4 separate regions of the Mus musculus genome follow, and all the other regions are linked to region 3. The links are chromatin contacts, called in public HiCAR-type and promoter capture Hi-C maps. All regions are on one chromosome and are shown on one strand. The core of a region is the stretch at or near the end of the contact, and the rest is flanking DNA. Distances in the headings are between cores, read along the strand shown.

What was found. Promoter capture Hi-C pulls out the DNA fragments that hold promoters and counts their contacts. HiCAR-type assays count read pairs that join an accessible place to other places.
Region 1: a promoter capture Hi-C map of pre-B cells shows a contact between it and region 3, with 9 times the contacts expected there. The contact joins the enhancer-like site here to the promoter of Lypd6b in region 3. A contact is called at or near these places in 12 of 39 promoter capture datasets (the 3T3-L1 cell line, 3T3-L1-derived adipocytes, the C10 cell line and 8 more), 1 of 484 Hi-C or Micro-C datasets (neural progenitor cells) and 1 of 9 other capture datasets (liver).
Region 2: a promoter capture Hi-C map of pre-B cells shows a contact between it and region 3, with 4 times the contacts expected there. The contact joins the promoter of Rif1 here to the promoter of Lypd6b in region 3. A contact is called at or near these places in 5 of 39 promoter capture datasets (the 3T3-L1 cell line, cranial neural crest, hippocampal neurons and 2 more) and 1 of 9 other capture datasets (liver).
Region 4: a contact with region 3 is called in a HiCAR-type map of astrocytes, with 6 times the contacts expected there. The contact joins the promoter of Rbm43 here to the promoter of Lypd6b in region 3. A contact is called at or near these places in 10 of 39 promoter capture datasets (the 3T3-L1 cell line, 3T3-L1-derived adipocytes, cranial neural crest and 5 more), 1 of 484 Hi-C or Micro-C datasets (embryonic fibroblasts) and 1 of 115 datasets of contacts at active chromatin or transcription factors (astrocytes).

What each region holds. Positions count from the first base shown.
Region 1 is chr2:51,911,583-51,914,484 of GRCm38.p6, reverse strand. No RefSeq gene overlaps it. Among named protein-coding and RNA genes, the nearest start is that of Rbm43, 22 kb to the left of the region's middle. Within about 2 kb of position 1,609, at least 29 of the 459 cell types and tissues checked have an H3K27ac peak or open chromatin away from gene starts, as enhancers often do.
Region 2 is chr2:52,071,461-52,074,160 of GRCm38.p6, reverse strand. Rif1 (replication timing regulatory factor 1) reads right to left here and starts at 1,324. Exons shown (of 36, transcript NM_001355415.1): 1 at 1,295-1,324; 2 at 908-1,024. The coding sequence starts at 1,011.
Region 3 is chr2:49,786,428-49,789,170 of GRCm38.p6, reverse strand. It overlaps Lypd6b (LY6/PLAUR domain containing 6B), which reads right to left and starts at 1,488. Exons shown (of 7, transcript NM_001379382.1): 1 at 1,398-1,488.
Region 4 is chr2:51,933,654-51,936,464 of GRCm38.p6, reverse strand. It overlaps Rbm43 (RNA binding motif protein 43), which reads left to right and starts at 1,302. Exons shown (of 5, transcript NM_001141981.2): 1 at 1,302-1,633.

The DNA.
Region 1 (2,902 bases), core at 360-2,859, 2.1 Mb before region 3:
TAATAGAAGACATTAGACGGATATTAGCTTGATAGTTGTTGGAACAGGCGTTCATTGAAGCATTTGTTGTACTTTTGTGAGTTTCTGAAAAATTCTGTGAGAAATAAAGATGAGGTCTGGAGAAGTGTTTCAGCTGACGGGGTGAGTTTGACAATCTGAGGTTGCTTCCTGGAACCCACAGGGCAGAAGGAAGAACCCTCTGATCACCACACATGCAGTGTGTGCTAAACACACACACACACACACACACACACACACACACACACGAGAGAGAAAGGGAAGATGAAAATGTACTATATATATTTCAATGTGTATTTATACTTTAAAATTTTGTTTTATACACACACACACACACACACACACACATATGATATGCCTTTCTTAGCTTACAAAGTCAGATGTACAAGAAAATAGTACTCCCCCCCCCCATACTCCAGTACTTTCAATTTCTAGTTTGAGCCTCTTTTCTAGATGTCAGAAATGAACATCATTTATGCCAGACTTCCCTGGTATTTCACTATCAGAAACATAACCCAAGAGAGTCTGGGATATCTCCTTTTTCCACAGCAGAATTGCAGAGTGGGAGTCAGGGCATGCAGGGGGTGGTGGGAGTTTGCTGATGGATCTAGTGTGTCATCTTAGGTCAAAAATCTCTTAAGTCCATTTTGTTCTTCTCTTGTATCCTTGTAAACAATAGCCACATTGTCTGATGAAAGTCTGCAGGGGCTCCCGGGTCTGCCTCTCAAATGGACCCCCAAGCCTCTCTTGAAACAGAAGTCATACCTGGAGGTTTCCCTCTGGCCTTCTTAGCTCCATGGCTCGGTCATTTCTGACGGGCCACACCTATGGCAGGTGTGGTATGGCGGCCTTGAGAATTCTAGGATACTTGCAGCTTCCACAGGTCCAATAGGAGAATAATTACTCTGGCTTTTAAATCTTCTGACACATCTAGGCTTTTAAAGGGTCCCAACAGGGTGAAAGGCTAGGGTGTGGGTCAATGGTATAATGCATGGCTAGCATGCGCACAGTTCCACCCCCAGCATCATACACACAAAAGGTAGTTAGGAATGTGGGGTCGGGACTTGAATAGACCTGTGTTCTGACCCAGAACCTATGCCTTAAGTGGGTATCAGGTATATACTTAAGTTTTTTTTTTTTTATTTTTATACAACATGTTAGTATTTATAAAGCAGAGTCAGTGAAATTTTGCTTAAACAAGACTAAGTACAACAAAAAGAATTTGGACCTTCGTATAAAACTCATACATGACAGGCATTTAAAAAAACATTATTAGCAAAAAGACAACAAGCAGGAAAAGCCTCTTATCTAATTTTTCCACCTGGTTACTGGATCTTTCTCCTAAGACTTAGTAAGCTATTAGCTCGGGCCTTAAAGGGCCGTGTGGGAATCCAGGTGGAGCCCCAGGCACCAAAGCTGCCACGACTTAGGAAAAATGTTCTCTCTGGCATCCAGTCCGAGGTCTGTGGAGCTGAAACTCCCCTGGTATTTTAAGAAAATAACTGGGAAGCTTTCGTTCCCAGTGCGGCCCATCCTTTATGAGCTGTCAGTGGAAAGGAAGCAGATGAAAGAGGGGGTGGGGGGAATTCTTACAGTATCATGTCACTGTGGCCTCAGGGAAACAGAGGAGAAGAAACCCAAGCAATTCATAGTGGACAAGCTTCCAGATGTTTATTGTCAAGACTTCTGCTCAGGATAGAAAGAAAACCTTAACTGTGCTATGTCCTTCTGCACTGTAAGAAAAAGCCACTCTTCGTTCCTCGGGTCTTCCTACCTTGATGGCCTCTGCGGTCTGGTCCAGAGAAGGAAGATGGCGGGTTGGCTGTTCTGTTTCTCTGGGATACCTGGACTGAAACTCCAGGCTAAACTACTGCTGACGCCTTTCTGATCCTGGACGTTAGGTTCCAGTCCCTCTGGAAAGAGACGTCCAGTTTGGGATTAGTTTTCTTCTACACGCAGGATGGATGGCGTTGAGAAGGTACCAGGAACAGGCTCTGCGTGAGAAATCCCGTTCTTACACACACATGCTCTATATCCAGATGCAATCTTTTAATTAATCATAGGAGCTCAGAGCGCTCAGCTGCATTTTAATGCTTTTAAAGTACGTTCAGTGGGGGAAAAAAAGCTTCGTTTTTTGAAATCAATGGTTATTATACTGTTTCTTAACAGAAACCTTTCAAGTCAGGATGTCTTAAAGAGTGCATTTGGAGAGGGGGGGGTGCTGTGAAAGTTTCCTTTTAATGCTATAAATCTTGTGATTACATTGGGTGCCCTCAGATAATCCAGATAAGTCCTCTATCACAGAGTTCACAGCATGTTCACATCTGCAAAGTCATTTTGCCTTATAAGGTAGCATATTTACAGCCTTTGAAGACTAGCGCTGGATTCTTTCTGAACCATTATTCAACCTACCACAGTGTACTTCTGACCACCAAAGATTTATTTCCCTTTCTCACGCAGGATATATTCATCCCCTCCTACTTGCCTCTGAAAGGCTCAACCCAAAATATAAAATGTCATCAATTCAAAGTCCCAGATCTCAACAGGAATGGGTGAGGCCATCACAGGCCTTTCTGAGGCAAGAGTCATTGCAGTCAGAGAACATATGCATCTCAAGAAGTGCTTTCTCTACTCCTCCGCAGTGGTGGGGCTGGCGGTAGGATTGGGTAAGATGCATTCCAGGGAGTCCTGGAAGGGGTAAAGATACCACCTTCTACCAAGCAAGGTCAAAACCAGGCTGGGATGACAGCATCGGGTTTCACAGCCTGGGAAAAGTCCTCCTCATATTGTAGCTCCATGCTCTGCGCTTGAGTCGTTCTCTACAGAATATTCTTCATGAAGAAAAGCCGGTGTTTGCAGATGAGCACTTTTGTAAGTCTGCTTC
Region 2 (2,700 bases), core at 75-2,574, 2.3 Mb before region 3:
GGGCTGGAGAGATGATCCAGGGTAAGAACACAGAGAGGCTCTGGCAGAAGACTGGTGTTCAATCCCAGCACCCCTATCGTGGCTCACAACCACCTGTAACTCCAGTTCCAGAGCCATCCAACACCTGGAGCCGCAGGCACTCTAACTCGTAACTGGCTTTTTGTTTTAAGTTTTTAAAGACGACTTTCAAGCCCTTGGAATTAACCTCTTTCTTTAAAAAGTTTAAAGGTATAGAGAAAAAATGTTTTAAGTTAGACCACATATAAGCGGTAACTTGCCTCAAAGCTTTTTGGCCTCGAAAACGTATTTTTTCTTTTCTTTTTTTGTAATTTTTACATGAGAAAAGAAAGTGGGAATCCCTTTCCCTAATCATGTTTTCTAACTCAGAAAATACGAAAGTTTAACAAAATTCAGAAATTTTTCTAAAGCCTTTCAAATAAGTCAAAACGGGGTTCCTGGCTCTGCTTTTTTTTTTTTTTTTTTTAAGCCAATTCTGGGGCCGGTTTGCTGACTCGCGCACCTGTAATCTCAACCACTCCGGCAGAACCACAAGTTCGAGGCCGGGGTCGGGGGATGAGCACTGGAGCGAGCCTGAGCCAAAGACCCTAACTAAACCCACTAACTCCGGATCGCCAACTTTCCCACGGCGTCCGAGGTTCGCAGGGCAAAGCCCTGCTCTCCAAACGCCTCTCGACTCCAAACTTTTCTTTAAAGGCTTTCCCGTCTGCGGGCCAGACAAAAAAATACAGAACCGCTCGTCCCCGAAGAAGCCCTCGGACGCCGCCGCTGCGCCCCGCAACGTCACTCGGCAGGCAATGGCCCGGTGCACCCCGAACTACCCGCGTCCGCCGGGTCCCCACGGCTGCCCCGGCTCCCGCCCCGGGCTCGTCCCCCCGGCCCGCCTCACCTGGTCAGAGTTAGGTAGGCGTCCGTCTGCTCTCCCGGAGGCACCGAGGGGTCTTCCCAAGTCTCCAGAAGCGGCTCCAGGGGGCTGCGACCTGGGGCCGTCATGTCGGCCGCCACCCTGCAGCGAGGCCGGAAGACACCCAGTAACCGGTGGCACGGCCCGCGCGGCGCCCTCACCTGCACGCCGGGCCGCGCGCTCGCAGGCCGGCCTCCCGCCTGCCCGGCTCCCGCCGCCGCTTCCCAGGCAGCACGGCCGCGAGGGGGCAGAGGCGGCGCCGGCCGGGCCGAGCCGAGCCTCCCGCTCCTCACCCCCCACGCGGGAAGTCCGCTCCGCAGCTCGCCGCCCCGGGGCCCGCCGTCCGCTCCCGGCTCGCGCTTATTTACTCACGCGTGCAGCCCGCTCCTCCACGACCAAGATGGCGGCGGGGGGCGGGCCCAGCGGCGCGCGGGAGCCGGGCAGGCCTGGCGGGAGAGGCTCGAGCCAATCCAACGGGCGGTGGCGCGCCGGGCTGCTCGATGGCCTGCTGCCCGCCCCCGCCCCCGCCCCCGCCCCCGGAGCACCTCGGGGGGTGTGTATCGCCTCCAGCCCGGGGCTAGAGATGGGTGATGTAAATTAGTGCCCCACTCCACCTGACTCCAGCTACTTGCTCAGCCGACCAAGTTTGCAAAACTCCAGTGCTTCCCAAAGGAGCCCACAAAACCATTTGATTGAGAGTGAATGGCAGGCTGTTGGGCTTGTTTTGTTGTTGTTTGCTGCTGCTGCTGTTGTTGGGTTTTTGTTTTCTAGAGGTCCACTTGCTAAACCTAGCTCTCTGCCTCTAAGCCCCAGCCCAATGAGTAAGTCGGAGGTGCCTCAAAAGCCACGCATTCAAGCTTTGGTCTGTGACCTTAGGAAATTGACTTCATCTCAGCTTCTGAGAGTGGGGACTAGTGGCAGCACATTTCTTAGCGGGGGGGAGGGGGGGAGTGTTGCTAAAGGAGACCCATGGCGTGCATAACAAAGGCCTGGAAATGGGCGGTATTGATTTGCAGATTTCAAAATACCGCCCTTCAGCCTTGAGATTCCTCAGAGGCAACTGCCTAGAATTGGTTTACTTCCATTGGACCCCAGGTGTAGAGGGGTGACGGTGGCCCTGGGATACACAGGTGCGGCAGAAACGACAGTAAACCCTTAAACAACGTGGTAATCATTGAAATCGTTTCACGTGCCTCTCAGCACTCTCCACAACCCGCAAGATTGTTTCAACTTTAAGCACAGAAGGTCAGGGAAGCAGGACCTAGTGGCCCACGCCTTTACTCCCAACACTTAAACTGGCTAGGCAGACAGATAAAAGAGTTCCAGGACAATCAGAGCTACATAATGAAACCCTGTCTTTAAAAAAAAAAAAAAAAAAAAAAAGTAAAAATAACAACAAAGAATAATAGGGCCACCCAGAGCCAGGCTCTACTAGCGAATTTGCCTGGCACACTGAAGCCCTAGGTTCCAACCTCCAGTCTGCCGCTTGTTCTCAACAACCCACCAGCACCTAACTTTTCCCTGTGAGAAGCCCATATTTTAAATCCCCCTTTTCAAGAATTATGGGTCAGTTAAGCCCGGTAGTACACACCTGTTTCCCGGCACTCAGAAGGCTGAGGTAGAAGACAGCTCCGGTTCCAGCTCTCACTGACTTACAAAGCAGGCCCGTCACAAAAGTCAAAGCAAATATTGACAAGCCTTCAGCTTCATTCAGTGGGAGTGGGGAAATCCGTGGAATCTTTCCGTCCTTTACCCCACCACCACCCACATTCCTTCCA
Region 3 (2,743 bases), core at 239-2,738:
GCTGAGATGACTTGAACTTACTATGGTCCAGTGCTCCAGGAAGGTCTGCTGAAGGATAGAATAACGGAAGAGATCTCTCTCTCTCTCTCTCTCTCTCTCTCTCTCTCTCTCTCTCTCTCTCTCTCTTTCCCTCCCACTCTTCGTCTTTACTCTATTCCCTTCAGTGGTAAGCCTGAAGATATGGTGCCTGCTCTAATGACCATTGCATACAAAAGAATATGTCAACCTAGTGGGGAAAGTGCCCCTGAGGAGAGAACTTGTCCTGAGAGCTCATAGGAGTGATAAGATCTAGCTACACTGGAAACTGCAACCCTCAGACTTTTCCTTTGGAGGACTCAGCCAATTCCTACGTTGCATAAGACAACTTTCAAGTCACCAAACCCTAAACCCTAAGAAAAGAATTCTAACAGTTCACAATGGCAGAAGCAGGCTAATTGCCCCCTGCTAGAAGGAGGATACTGCACTGACCAGTCTTGAGCTTAGCAGCTGGGAACAGCCCCGCCAAATCCACACCCCCCCCCCCTTGCTACTATAGTCAGCTTGTCAGAAGGCTGCCACGACCCTCCCAGACACACAGACACTACCACTCCCACACACACACACACACACACACACACACCTCACTCCCTCCCCGATGTCTTCTATTCCGATGCCCGGGACCTCTGGAGAGAATACTTTAACACCTAGGGACTACACCGGGAGGAAAAACCCTCAAGCATCGTGCTAGGTACCTCATGGGCATCAAATAATTTAAGGGCATCTGATGATTATAACACCTATATTATCTTTTAGGTAACAGGCTCAGAGAAGTTAAGGAGCTTGCTCAAGGTCACAGAGCTAGTAATTTAAACACCATAATGGACCACTCTTCCCACTCCATCACTCTGATGACCAGGCACCAGACACGGGGAGGAGAGCAGCACCTTTCACCCCACAACACCCTCGGGCACACAGACCAGCGCGGACTTACTACGTATGCCCCCCTAGAGTACCCAGCCGACCCCGCTTCACCGAAGCCTACGTAACTAAACTAACCAATGTGCTGGTTAGTGATTTAACAACAAAGTCAAAAGCCAGGAAGGGGAGACTGGCGGCCCCCGCGGGCTGAGCTCAAGCGCCGCAGAGGGAAGGGCGGGAGCTGGCTCGCACTTGGCGGTGCGGTGGGGCCCCAGCCTTAGCCGTGGCCTCCAGCCCCGGAGTCACCGGGAGACCACGCAGCTCCCCGAGGCGCCCGCTCGGTCCCCCATCCAGATGTGGGCAGCTGCGCTCCCCTGCGGTTCGGAGAGTCCCCATGCTCCGCGGGGCGTTTCGCAGTGCTCGCCGCAGCCGCGCGCCCCTCCCAGCCCCTGCTCTGCGGGATCTGCACGCGGCCGCCCCGCAGAGCTCGCCCGGCTCACCTGCGCGGACGCCGGCCGGCTCCCGGCGCCTCGCTCGGCTCCCGGCCTGGGCTCCAGACACCCGCTCCGGGCTGGCGATGGCTGTGGCCGCGCGGGGCGGGGCGCGGATCCTCCCCGCCCCGAGCCACCTGGGTCGTCCCGGAGAGGCGGGCCGACAGGTGAGCGCCGCACGCCGGGGAGCCGCCCGGGTGCCCGCTTGGGGACGCCGCCTGGGTCCTGCGCCCGGTGGCACCAAGCCCAGTGAACGCGAGTAGGTCGTTTAATGCACCCGTGCAAAGAGGAGCTGTTCCCACCTAGCCTGGCCGGCTGGGAAAAGAGCGCGGACCCCGCGCGGAGCAGCTAGAGGGACACCGCAGCCCTCACAGAGTGAGGTGGAGTCACTCTGGGGTGAAAACGATGAGGCAAAGAGTGCTACTGACTTGAGAAACAGAACTCGGCCTTTTAGACCGTTCCGTCGTACCCCTTCCTTGCTTCACCTACCCCTCAAGCGATGACTTTCCTTATTTTAGTAAGATAATTTCCCATTGCTATGTCCTCCGCAACTTTGGATTGTAAATCCAACCTAGTTCCACTGCAGATAAATCCCGAAAGCCTTGTACAAAGGCAGGGCAGCTCAGGGCTCTGTGAATAGCAAAAGAATGCCAAAGTATGGTCCCCAGGTCAAACTGGCTCTAGTGTTACTCTGTGTTGTCACTTGAAAGCAAGCTTCCTAGATTTCAAGTCACTCTCCCCACCCCCCACCCCCCACCCCACCCCAGACAGGGTTTCTCTGTGTAGCCCTGGCTGTCCTGGAACTCACTTTGTAGACCAGGCTGGCCTCGAACTCAGAAATCCATCAGACTCTACTTCCCAAGTGCTGGAATTAAAGGCGTGCGCCACCACCGCGGCTCAAGTCACTCTTTTTATCACTTTTCTTCCAAACACTTCCAAGGAGACAGCTGGATTGTAGACCCACACTCTCAGAACGCCCCGTGTAAATGGTCAGGCAGATCTCTAACTTAGAAAGAGGTCACTCAGAGAGAAATTCACAGAATAGGATGGCTTGTCTGTCAGGCTTGCACCAGTGGGAACCAACCCAGAGTTAGGACAACTGACCCAGGGTGCGGCAAAGTTGACTCTGAGGCCCAGGCCTGTCTCCAAAGAGAGCATGGTGGCCTGGAGGCTTGAGGTGCTTAGCGGGATGCAGATCTCCCATAGAGACTAGGCACAGGGTGACTACTCTAGAGACTTCTAATCATGGGCTTTGCAGGTCAAGGGACACCCAAGCCACAGACTCTAAAAGAGGAGAATTTAAAAAGTTTTCCACTTAACAGACAGATGATCTTAGCACATATGCAAGGGGTATT
Region 4 (2,811 bases), core at 53-2,552, 2.1 Mb before region 3:
GACCTTTACCTTAGTCACGGTAAAGGTCACGGCTACCAATCCTACTGAAAAGAAGAAGAGCATCAGAACAGCATACTAATTTTATTAATAGCTTATCACCATTGAATGTGACACAGAGGTCATCCGAGAGAAACAGCCAGAGGCCCGAAAAATACAGTTTTTATGCTCAAGGTAGATAAAGATTGGACAGCTTTGGGAACTGTGACTGGACAGAAGTTCGCTTTCTTGTTCTGGTTTGCTCTCTATTGCTGGATAAACTCCATGACCCAAAGCACCCTGGGAAGGTCAAGGTCTATTTTGGTTTATAGGTTACAGCAGCGCAAGCCAGGAACCTGAAGCAGGAGCCTGGCGGAACTGCTGCTGACCACTTCCTGTCTGCTCACTTTCACCTGCCTAAGGATGGTACCGCCCACAGGAGGCTCACCTCTTCTGCATAAATTAGCAATCAAGAAAATGCCACACTCCAATAGCGGCAGTACACCCCTTTAATTCTAGCCAAGGCAGGCAGATATCCCTGTGTTCGAGGCTAACCTGGTATACAGAGCAAGTTCCAGGACAGCCAGAGTTACACAGAGAAATCCTATCTCGAAAAACCAAAAAATGAAAAAAGGACAGAAAATGCCACAGACATGCCTACAGTACAGAGGTAGTTTCTCAGTTGAAGGTCCTCTTCCCAAATTAATCAAGTTGACAGTCAAGATTAGCCATCCCAGCCTGTCTGGATTCATCTTTGCTCTGTGCAGCATTCCTTAATGCGGGAATGGGACTTCCCTCAGAGAGAGGGGAGTATGTTTCATAGCTTGTTTGGGACGAGAGGTGTCTATTTTATATGACCCAACGTTGGGGAAGAAGAATCCTGTTTTCTGTGACTGGCTTAGGGTCAACAAAAATGCAGGAGAGAGTCAGGAAGGGGTCAGAGGGACTTGGCTTCAGGAATAGGGCAAGCTAAAGTGCTTATGTGGGGAGCTGTATTCTGAGTCCCTGAGAGATGTCCAAATCTTTAGAAATGTTTGCATCTAAACTGGTTTGTGGGATCTGCTAATTTGAGCACACCGGTTGAAAATTGGTATCTCCCAATTTCAGTTTCTATTTCTTTACAAGGGAGTTCGTGCTCTGCTTTTGCCTTTATATTTCTTTGATTTTACTGGGCTAGATTTCTTGTGTCCCAGGCTCCAGGGCCATTCGGCCAAGTGATTGAGTTTTGTGGGCAGCAGGGTACCTTCTTCATGTGCTCTGCGTTCCACCGGTGATGAGCCTGGGCGGACCCTGCTGGCGGGAAGGAAGTGTCGGGGATCGGGTTTGAGAATGCGCTGGAGAGACGGGGCAAAGCCTAGGAATGAGTTTGGAGAGAAGCCCAGATGCCCCTGGGGCATCTTGCACAGGTACCTCAAAGGCGCCAAGGGACCGACCCAGCCGGGCTCCGCCCTTCCAAACTGAGTCTCCAAGGAAACGGAACTGGAAAGCGAAAGCGGAACCCGTTCACCTCCAGTTTAGCGCTCCCGCTGCTCGAACATCTCCGAGGCCTGGCAAGTCGCTTTTCCCCGGGTTGCAGTGCAGGAAGGCGCGCCGAGGGTCCCGGAGCACGTGTCCTGCGCGGTCGCGCGCCCCGAAGTGGCCGTCACGGGCGCAGCAGGTCTGGCTCCCACGCGTGGGGATACGGCCTCTTTTCTCACCCGCCCCTGCTCAATAGGCAGGGACTCACGGGTTTTGTCCGGAAGGTGGTTTGGGCGGGACTGCGGTTAGGAGTGGGGGCGAGGACAGTGACCCAGAAATGGAGGCTAACTACTGGAAGGAGCCAGTAAGAAGTGTCTGAGCTGAAGGCACTGGCTTGCTGTCCCTCTCTCCGTCAGAGCTAGGCCTTTGACCAGGGACCCGGGGTTTTGCCTAGATGACTGTGTTTTGGAGCTGTTACAGTGAGTGCGTGAGTTTCTATATATATTTTACCTGATTTTGTGTGTGTGTGTGTGTGTGTGTGTGTGTGTGTGTGTGTGTGTGTGTGTGTGTGTGTGTGTTTTACTTGGTGAGAGTCAAGGTATAGTGCATGAAAATAAACTATTGAGAAAACAAATAGAAAACAAAACAGCAAATGAAATATTTCTTCTTAGTGCCACACTTAAGAAGAAAGTGTTACTTTACACCACTGTCAGTCTGTCTGTCTGTCTCCCTCTCTCTCCCTCTTTTTCTCCTTCCTTCCTTCCTTTCTGACATCAAGGCCAGAGCTTCTTAAAGCAGAGCATGGAAACTGTAAAATGGCACCACACCTCTGCTGAAATTCCCGTATTTCATAGTCTTTGAGTGGATTGTTTTTCTTCTTCACTGTGCACAGAGGAAGACAGGTCATTCTCTGCTTATAACGGGTCTCAGGAGAAGGCATGTAGCCACATGTCCTCAGACTTAAGTGAGTTAGTGAAGAAAGGATGTGCAGGACGTTGACGAGACCACGGAATGAAGTGAGGTCTTGCAGAACAAGGTGATTCTAAAGATAACGTGTGCGTAGACACTTGAATTAAGAAACGCATTAGTGCTGATGAGGTGTGGAGCTCTCCTGAGCTTAAATGGATATTTGTCTTTGATATTGATGAATGGCTGGAAGGTCTGTAGTTCATGAGCCACTTACCAAGGAGGCTGGCGTGGGCTGTCAGGGAACTGTGCTGCAGAGATAAAAGCCAGGAAGTCACACAGGCTGGAAGTCTGAAAAGTTCCTCTTGTAAGGGAAATTGCATTAAGTGTCTGAGGACTAGACTGAGGTATATTTTCATCTTTTCACTATACCATCTAGAAGACAAATAGTTTACTTCCATTAAAGTGTCT